Linked DNA regions of Mus musculus: region 2 is linked to region 1. Evidence: chromatin contacts called from public HiChIP or PLAC-seq data. All regions are on one chromosome and are shown on one strand. The core of a region is the stretch at or near the end of the contact, and the rest is flanking DNA. Distances in the headings are between cores, read along the strand shown.

Region 1 (4,790 bases), core at 575-3,074:
TACATAGTAGACTGTGGATCTGTGATCCCACTACCTTACCCTTCCAAGTATTTTGATTATAGGGAAGGACCACCACGCCAGGCTATATTATCAGTCTGGAACCGGCTATTAGTAGAGGGTCAGACAGGGTTAGACAGCTTATTGGTCCATCCTTAGAATACAGATGGTGGCTCAGCACCCGTACGCAGTGATGGAGGGGATTCCCACACCTAAACATCTACACGAATAAAACATTCCCCAACCTGTAAGGAACACAGATTTCAATACATATACACAGCCTTGTAGAGATAAGGAAAATAATTAGGAGAGATGAGTTGGATGTGGTGACGTGTCACCAGCACTAGACAGGCTGCTGAGGCAGGAGGGCTGTTGAGAGACTCCGAAAAGAAAGGTGGGGGAAGGAGAAAGAGACAAACAGAGAAAAGAAATTTAAAAAAGAGAAAAAAGAAAAAGAATACACCATTAAGAGTGGATTGAGAGGAACACAGTTCTCTCTACTGCTGATGACCGATTCAGTCAGAAGGGCAGCACACTGGTTTAGGCTAATTGTTCATTTCCCTAAGTTTGGGACCACAGGGTTAACAATATCACAAAACAGCTCTGAGTAGGTCCCTTAGGCAGCTAGGGGAAGGCAAAGGACAGTATCACATGTGGAATCTAGAAGGCTTACGTTTGAGTCCTGTCTCTACGTGACCTTTACAGTCTTTCACTATAACCTTGGGCAAGACACAAGTTTTCTGAGTCCCAGTTTCCTCCTTCACAGAGAAAGGTGAATGGATTGTTGAACTGAGTGGCGACTATTTGCACCGCACAGTGTCCTGAACAAGACAGTCCAGAAAGTCTGGTGCTGAGGATTGATAGCTACTACATTGGGGGTGGGGGGAAGGGTTACTTATTTCAAATAACGATCTTTCGAGCATTCTCCTGGAACCCGGAGTTTGTCAATGTCAGTAAGTTTTATGAGGCGGATTTACAGTAGAAGCTGATTGAAGATCCTGACAGGGAGGAAGTATGCTGAAGGAGCAACAGGGAGAACATTCTATTTCCACAGGGTCTCGCTACCTCTGCCACCCTCCGTGGGAGACGTATTCCTAAGATTGCTAGGACACAAAGCCCCTGATGTCACTCAGAGTCCAACCTGTGTTCTTTTCTGCTTGGCAGGACGCCGTCAGTATGAGTTCAGCTTGACTCCTAGGACTCCTAGGAGAGACATCCAGCAATCACATTAACAAGCAACCTAGGACAAGCTGCTGAGAGGAGCGGAAGGGTTGAGCGGAGAGCACCGGGTTGGAAGGAAGCCTGCACGTACATCCCGGGGCCTTCCCAGGAGCAACTGGATCAAGCCGGTCCCAAAGAGCAGGACCTACTGCGGGAGGGGCAGTCACCGCCTCCCAGTGCGGGTGTCCTGGAGCTCCTGGTTGCCTGCGCCCGTCCCACGGCTCCCAGGTAGAGAGGCACCTGCTCCAGAGTTGCCCTCCCGGCCGCGAGGAGTCAGCCCTGTCCGTCCCGCCGGACGCCCTCTCCCAGCGGCACACCCCCCGGCCCTCCCCGACCCGCCCGGCTCACCTGAGTGAGCTGCCGGGAGTCCCGCCGCGACCCCGACCGCCACGCGCGCCTCTGCCCCACAGTGGCTCTCCCCGAGTGCGGAGAGGCCCCCGGGTCTCCGCTCCCCCGCTGCAGGGGTCGCGGTGGGCGTGGCGGGCCGAGGTCGGAGCCTGGAAGGTCCCCGGAGCTCCGCACAAAGCCCGCCCCAGCGCTGGGAGCAGCGCCGCGCCGGCTGTGTCCGCACCGCGCTCGCTCGGCGGGCAGCTCGCGGCCAGGCACAGGAAATGACCTCAGCAGCCGCAGCCTCCCACCGCGGGGCGCGGCCGGGGCCGCCTGGAGGGCTGGCTGCGCGCTGCGACCCCCAGACAGCGTGGGATCCCCGGCGGGATGCTCACCAGACTGGACCCTCCCTCCGCGGAAGGAGGTCCCAGCGAGTGTCTAGCCACCTGTAGGAAAGTCCCACCTGGTTACTGGGAGCGAGCAGTCTGCACAACTGATTTGGAGTTGAGAGAGAGAGAAGGGGGAGCGAGTCACTACAGCTCTAGGAGAACCTGTTTGTTTGTGTTTGTCTTGCTTATTTTAAAGGCGACAGCCAGGGAGCCAGAAGGGCAAGGAGCCCTGGTTTGCAATACCTAACTCACACAATAACAATTATACACCCAGAGGGAGTGGGACACTAGATGTTTGGTTAGGGGACTAGATGTTTGGTTAGGGGATGGGGCTGAGGAAGATGCAAATGAAATGTAGTTAGGAAGGAGCTTCTTCTAAGTGGGCGGCGGAACTCATGAAGGAGGTCCTGGGTTTAATTCCCAGCACACAAAATGAATGAAAGAAAGAAAGAAAGAAAGAAAGAAAGAAAGAAAGAAAGAAAGAAAGGAAGGAAGGAAGGAAGGAAGGAAGGAAGGAAGGAAGGAAGGAAGGAAGGAAGGAAGGAAGGAAAGAAAAGGGGAGGGGAGGGGAGGGGAGGGGAAAACAAAAGCTGCCTTTCCCAATTCCATAAACTGAACAGAAACAAAACACCCCGGGGCCTAGAATATTCACTCCAAGCACTCACCGAGAAAAATCCCCAGCCCCACCCCAGGTTTAAATCTGAATCTGGGGGTGGGAAGGGAGAGGGGAATTGCCCACGGAGCAAACCTCCTTAGGCATTCTCATGCACGGTTTTGAAAGCTCAGGAACTAAGGAAGGCAGTTAAATTGGGTGGGTGGGACTCCAAGTGACTTTATAGGCAAGACCTCTGGGTTTTGTGAAGGGGTGACACTTCCATACACTTTGAATAGGCAATCTTGAGCATGATATGAATTTCAAATTCAGAGGGCTAATAGTGGACACTAAGACTTTATCCGTTTTTGGCAGATCACCCCTACCCAAATGCAACTATTGTCATTATATATATTATGTATATGCATATTCATATATGTATTTATATGCATCTGTCTATATCCATATATATATGTATTTACAAACACCTTTTTTTTTAATTAATTAATTTATTTATTTATTTATTTTTTTTGAGACAGGGTTTCTCTGTGTAGCCCTGGCTGTCCTGGAACTCACTTTGTAGACCAGGCTGGCCTCGAACTCAGAAATCCGCCTGCCTCTGCCTCCCAAGTGCTGGGATTAAAGGCGTGCGCCACCACGCCCGGCTACAAACACCTTTTAATGCTAATTAAGCAGCCCTTCTTTTCACTCCCTCCCCGCCCCCCTTGAGATAGGATCACAGCAAGTATCTCCCTGGCTGATCTGTAACCCACCTTGTAGATCAGCCTGGCCTTGAACTCACAGAGGTCTGTTGGCCTCTACCTCCAGAATGCCAGGACTAATGATGTATGCCACCACACCCAGCTTGCTTTTTATTCTTGACATTATTAATTTGTTGACGCTAAGTGTGATGTATTAAAAACCTTACATTTGTAATAACAAATAGTTGAATTTTAGATGGTTAGCTTGTTGTTACTAGTGACCAGACACTGAAGGATAGAGCTCCAGAGGTGAGAAGAATGTCACCATGTGCCTTGGCTTCAAGGATACCTTAGGGTACCTTTGGGAGGTGAGGATAAAATTCAGTCTGGACCAATTTGGATCCTTGGTGGTGGCAGAGTTCTCCTATTAGCAGCAATGGAACATGAGCAGAGGCCATTGACAAATGGCCTCTTATCAATTCCTAAGGGTGAGATACTTTAAATGGCTGAGGCCAAATCAGCTAACTGCTCATGTACCAGCAAGCAGGCACAAAATAGTCACCTACCCTACTTAAAGGCAGGTCAATAGTTGGGCTTATCTGATTCATTCAAAGGCAGCAGGGCCCAGATAGTCTTCCTGGCTGATTCTGTGTCATGAAACCACTTATTTCACTGAGGAAAGAGTATTTCCTCTCAAGCACATTAAGACCTAGCTAGTGTTGGGCATATATTTTGATGGCCTTGGAAGTGCTTATCTAACCAAGCTCTGAAGTACAGATTCATGACTAGACCATTTCAAATGCCAACCTCACTTCTGGGGTAGAGGAGTCTGTTTGTATACACACACTAGAAAGCTGAGGCTGGAGTGTTAGCCAAGTCCATACAGAGTCGTCGGTATAATTGTATCTTAGTCTGGTCCCAGGTTCCTGGATAGCACTGTGGGAAAGAAGAGGAACCTGAAAACCGGAGAGACTTCAGTTCAAATCCCCACTTTGTTACTTTAGTGGTCATGTGACTTTCAAGAAGTTGCTGGGTCTTCTGGGTTAATTCTTCCTTTGTAAAGCGTTGTTAGTAATAAATTCTCTAGGAAGAATTAGTTGAGGGAGGGGCTGGAGAAATGTCTCCCAGGTCAAGGGTACCTGAATCCAGTTCCCATCACCCACATCCTCTGGTGACTCACAACTGGCTGAAACTCCAGCTTCGGGGAATCTAACACCCTTCTCTGACCCCCTTGGGCACCCATACACATGGCATACACATGACATTAAAAACATACATACACATAAATAGAAATTAAAAATAAACCTGAGGGGTTGGTGAGATGGCTCAGCAGTTAAGAGCACTGACTGTTCTTCCAAAGGTCCTGAGTTCAAATCCCAGCAACCACATGGTGGCTCACAACCACTCATAATGAGATCTGATGCCCTCTTCTGGTGCATCTGAAGACAGCAACAGTGTACTTACATATAATAATAAATAAATCTTTGGGCCGGAGTGAGCTGGATCGACCAGAGTGAGCAGAGGTCCTAAATTCAATACCCAACAACCACATGAAGGCTCACA
Region 2 (4,790 bases), core at 1,066-3,565, 89 kb after region 1:
TGGGCGCTTGGTGAGACAGCCCCCTAAGTGGCCTGGAACACAGCCTCTGTTGGCTTGGTCCTTAAATCTCTGGTGTCAGTTTCATAGAGAATGCTTGGCTTAGAGGTGGGCAGAGGTACACTGGAGGCTGTTGGCCATCAGGGGAGTTCCCTTGTTCAACATGAGCCATTTTACAGTTAACTCCATCAGTCTCTGGGATATGTGTGTCAGGGTGTAGGGGCTCTGAGTTTAGACTCATAGAATCCTACTTTTAGGGCTGGGCCTTAGTAATTAGTAAGCACAGGGTCCCCCATCTTACAAATTGGAAAAGAGAAGCCCAGGAAGGCACCTGTGGAAGAGGTAGGCTGGAGCTTGGGTTCGGCCTTTCCCACATCCTCCCAGAGAACCAGCCCCACCAGGGCCTCCATATTGTCGCCCCCGGGAGCCTTTCACTAGCCTGGTGCTCAAGAGGACAGATGGCTGGGGAAACTCATCAGGGCATCCAGTTGTCACTGCAATGAACCAAAGATGTAACATTTCTTGGTGCTTTATTGAATATTTGGCCCTCAGAAATTCACATTGCAATTTAATTCCCATTGTAACAGTACTGAAAGATGGGGCCTCTAAGGTTTCCTCCATGTGGATGGACTTAAAGGCTTTTAAGACTTGTAGGAGCGAATTCCTTTTTATTCTTTCACACTTCTTCCACATGAAGAGCAGTGTTATTCCCAAGGACGCTGTGTTCAAGGCGTTATGTTAAAAACAGGTACTAGGCTCTCCTCACACAGCAGATCCTGGTGCCTTGCTATTGGCCTTCAAAACTGTGAGGGGTAAATCAACTCTGGTTGTATGCATTTTCCAGGCTCAGGTAGTCTTTCTTTTTTAAGATTTGTTTTTATTTTAGGTGTATTGGTGTTTTGTCTACATGTATATTTATGTACCATGTACCTGTCTCATTCCCAGAGAGGTCAAAAGAGGGTGTTGATACTCTGTATCTGGAACTGGAGTCACAGATGCTTGTGAGCCACAATGTGGGTGCTGGGAATCAACCCCCTGTAAGAGCAAGAGTGCTCTAGACTGCTGAGCCCTCTCTCCAGCCCTTCAGTAGTCCTTTAGCACAGCCCAGCCCAGCACAGCACAGCACAGCACAGCACAGCACAGCACAGCACAGCACAGCACAGCACAGCACAGCACAGCACAGCACAGCCCAGCACAGCCCAGCCCAGCACAGCCCAGCACAGCACAGCCCAGCCCAGCACAGCACAGCACAGCCCAGCCCAGCACAGCACAGCACAGCACAGCACAGCACAGCACAGCCCAGCCCAGCACAGCACAGCACAGCCCAGCCCAGCACAGCCCAGCCCAGCACAGCACAGCACAGCACAGCAAAGACACCTGGCTGCTTGGTGGTATTGTTTGAGGTATGGTGTGTGGTGTGAGTGTGTATGTGTGTGTGTGTATGGTATGTGATATGTGTGTGGTGTGTGTATAGTGTGTAGTGTAGTATAGTGTAGTATAGTATATGGTGTGGTGTGTGTGGTATGTGTGTGTGTGGTGTAGTGCCTGTGTGTGATGTGTATATGTAGTCTGTGTGTGTGTACGGTATGTGATGTGTAGTGTGATGTAGTGTGTATAGTAGTGTGTGTGTGTGTGTGTGTGTGTGTGTGTGTGTGTGTGAGAGAGTATGTGGTCTGTGTGTGTGTGATGTGGTGTGCTTGGTATGTTGTATGTGTATATGTGTGGTATGCGGTCTGTGTGTGTGGTGTGGTATATGTATTGTGGTATGTGTGTGTGTGGTATATGTGGTGTGTATAGTGTGTGGTTTGTGCATGTGTGTGTATGTGTGCATTTGTGTATGCACCCATATGTGTGTTCTGTGTGAGTGTGTGGTATGATATGTGTGTGTGTGGTATATATATATATATATATATATGGGTGTGGTGTGTGGTCTGTGTGTGTATATAGTATGTCGTGTGGTATGTGTGTGTATGGTATGGCGTGTGTGTGTGTTATGGTGTGTGTGGTGAATGTATGTAGTATGGTATGTGTGGTGTATATGGTGTGTATGGTGTGTGGTTTGTGTGTGTGTGTGTTATGGTGTGTGTGGTGAATGTATGTAGTATGGTATGTGTGGTGTATATGGTGTGTATGGTGTGTGGTTTGTGTGTGTGTGTGAGTGGGTGTGTACGTGCATATGTGAATGACTGAGTGCGTGCATGAGTGTGTGTGTTGTTTTTCCGAGGCTTGTTTCCAAGGCTAGAAGGTCTTTACATCAGCCATAAGCAACGTGAGCTACATGGGCTGCTCTGTGACTCACTTCCCTCAAGTCAGGTTCATGTTTCCTTGTGAATAACCCTTGTGTGGGAGGGATTCTTTCTGACATCACTTCTGAACTTAATGTGTGTAGGGTGGAGGGAGGTGGCGCCAAATACATGCTATTTTTCCACCCAATTTCTCCCATAACCTGGTACCTAATTCTGACACACTCTTCTTGGAGTTGCATTAGATTTCAGAAATTAAAGGGTTTATTTCTATGCAAAGTACCCCCACCAAGGCAGGGTCCCCAGATGACCTACATTTCTATCTAGTTGACCACAAAATGAGGATTCTAATGGCATCCTTCTGAGAACGACCATCCATGAGAACAGAATGCAGGGAACACAAGGTCATGGCTTTATGACTGAGGTCATGTGTCAGAACAGTCAACAGACGTGTAAGGCGAGGTGTTTCTTCACCAACAGGGAACAGCCTTGGGCTTCATAATTCAACTCACACTTCAACTCACACTTCAACCCCTGGTGCCTCTCCCCTCCCTGGAGGTCAGACAGTGAGGCTGGGCATCCCCACCCTTTAATTAAGTGTTGGTTTTTCTGGCAACCAACCCCCATCCTGAAGATGTCTTGGAGTTTCACCTCATTATCGTGAACTCCAGCACACTTTGGAAGGAGTTTGTTATCGCACAGGCAATCCCACTGGGTTGTGAGCTACGTGCAAGGAAGCAGAGTCAAAGGGCAAACAGCTATTTGTGTTGGAGTAGGCTAAAAGGTGTGCTTTTCCAAGTGGCTAGGACCTTACAGATTAGAAGCCACATTCCTCTAGAGTTCTAGGCTGGAAGCCCAGCTCAGCGGAGGGTCTTAGCAGACCAGGCTGGGACATTTGCTCCAAAATACCAACTGGGAAAAGTTGGTGGTGAATAGGTAAAGAATTGATTCCAGTATGTCAAGATCCACCGTAGGAGTCCTGCAACAGATACGAAAATCCCTGCTGCCCCAGGGCCTTTCTTCATGTTAGCATAAAGACTGGAGACTTCCAGGTGCTACACTGGTGATCTGGAACAGGCTGTTGTAAAATATGGTAATTATGACGTCAGCCTTGATGGGAAGGGGGAGGACTACCAGTTTGTTTAAATTATTTTTTCTTTTCATTTCTTCCTTTCTTCTTTTCTTTTCTTTTCTTTTCTTTTCTTTCTTTCTTTCTTTCTTTCTTTCTTTCTTTCTTTCTTTCTTTCTTTCTTCCTTCCCTCCCTCCCTCCCTCCCTCCCTCTCTCTCTCTCTCTCTCTCTTTCTTTCTTTCTTTCTTTCTTCCCTTTCTTTCTTTTTTCTTTTTCTTTTTTTGGTTTTTTTCAAGACAGGGTTTCTCTGTGTAGCCCTGGATGTCCTGGAACTCACTCTGTAGACCAGGTTGGCCTCAAACTCAGAAATCCTCCTGCCTCTGCCTCCCAAGTACTGGGATTGGCCTTGAACTGACAGAAATCTGCCTGCCTTTCTTGAGTACTGATTAAATGTTGGGATTAAAGGCATGTAACACTAATGGCCAGCTGGGACTACCAGTTTTAAATGAATGTCCCTTAAGTGATTGACAGGTCTAAGTGCAGAGTTGTGCAGGTATTAGACCCAAAGTGTAAAGTGTCAAAGGAAACAGATATAAAAGAAAGGCAGCGATGCCGGGCTTACACCTGCTCTTTTACGTTAGAAGTCGTTGGGCTCAAGTGAAGAGCCCACACTTCCAGCCCAGACATCCTCTAAGGGCCTGGTACAGTCAACTCAACATTGAGGTGAGTTGTTTTTCCTAGTTTCCAGATAACAGCTTTAACTATACCAGGCTCTTCCACACCCCTCTTTCTGACTGTGCCCGCCTGCCACTCTCAGAACCCTGAGCTCCTCGCTGTCCGTGCCGTGTGTACCATCTTCCCGGAAGGACCACTTTCTGTTATTGCAATCAAATGTCTTACTGCCTCCCCACCCCCAAGTGATCAAAATGAGGAAGATGAGAATTGGAAGGAAGAAGTCAATGATTCAAAGTTGTCCCTGAAGTTAGTTAAGGGACCGGCTCCTCAAAGCTCTGCCTTCATGGAAGGTGGGGCGGGGCTCAGGGATGAGAGGGCTTTTGTGGGAGGGAAGGGAAAAGCAGGGAAAGTCAGCTGCACACTGAGTGAAGTCTTCACCAGCGGCCGACTTTCTTCTTTTTCCCTAGTTAGACTATACAACGGCTTGAGGTCACTCCAAGTCCTGCTCAGATGCTCCTTTCTCTATGGGACCTTGCTAGTTACTAAGGAAGCGCGTTAGGGGGTCTGAGTTCTGTGATGCTAAGAGGTATTTGTCAGCTCCTTACCCATGTCGTTGGGTCTTTTGTCAGCTACAGGATCTAGAGGAAGTAGAAAGGCAAAGGGGCTAGGGGAGTAAGACCAGCCTCAGAGGGGCCCAGTGCACCCCCTTTCTTTTCCTGTCAAAGCCGAGGGCGATTAAAAACAAGGGACACCGAATTCTTGGTGCCGGCAGTAGGTCTTCTACAACACAGTACACTCTACACTT

What was found. HiChIP or PLAC-seq counts read pairs in DNA pulled down with a chosen protein or histone mark.
Region 2: a contact with region 1 is called in an H3K27ac HiChIP or PLAC-seq map of trophoblast stem cells, with 12 read pairs. The contact joins the enhancer-like site here to the promoter of Plekhh1 in region 1. A contact is called at or near these places in 4 of 39 promoter capture datasets (Sertoli cells, cranial neural crest, embryonic stem cells and 1 more), 2 of 15 datasets of contacts at CTCF or cohesin (large pre-B cells and pro-B cells), 89 of 484 Hi-C or Micro-C datasets (the AML12 cell line, B cells, the BV-2 cell line and 49 more), 18 of 115 datasets of contacts at active chromatin or transcription factors (the 230-238 cell line, bone marrow-derived dendritic cells, cardiomyocytes and 10 more) and 4 of 9 other capture datasets (adipose tissue, embryonic stem cells, liver and 1 more).

What each region holds. Positions count from the first base shown.
Region 1 is chr12:79,026,197-79,030,986 of GRCm38.p6, reverse strand. It overlaps Plekhh1 (pleckstrin homology domain containing, family H (with MyTH4 domain) member 1), which reads right to left and starts at 1,824. Exons shown (of 29, transcript NM_181073.3): 1 at 1,567-1,824.
Region 2 is chr12:78,937,781-78,942,570 of GRCm38.p6, reverse strand. The region is part of intron 2 of Gm46359 (a long non-coding RNA gene); the gene reads right to left. Gm46360 (a long non-coding RNA gene) reads right to left here. Exons shown (of 3, transcript XR_001780636.1): 3 at 2,097-3,318. Among named protein-coding and RNA genes, the nearest start is that of Gm46360, 11 kb to the right of the region's middle. Within about 2 kb of position 2,315, at least 29 of the 459 cell types and tissues checked have an H3K27ac peak or open chromatin away from gene starts, as enhancers often do. A contact at or near this core is called in CD8 T cells, intestinal villus epithelium and trophoblast stem cells, where this site is marked.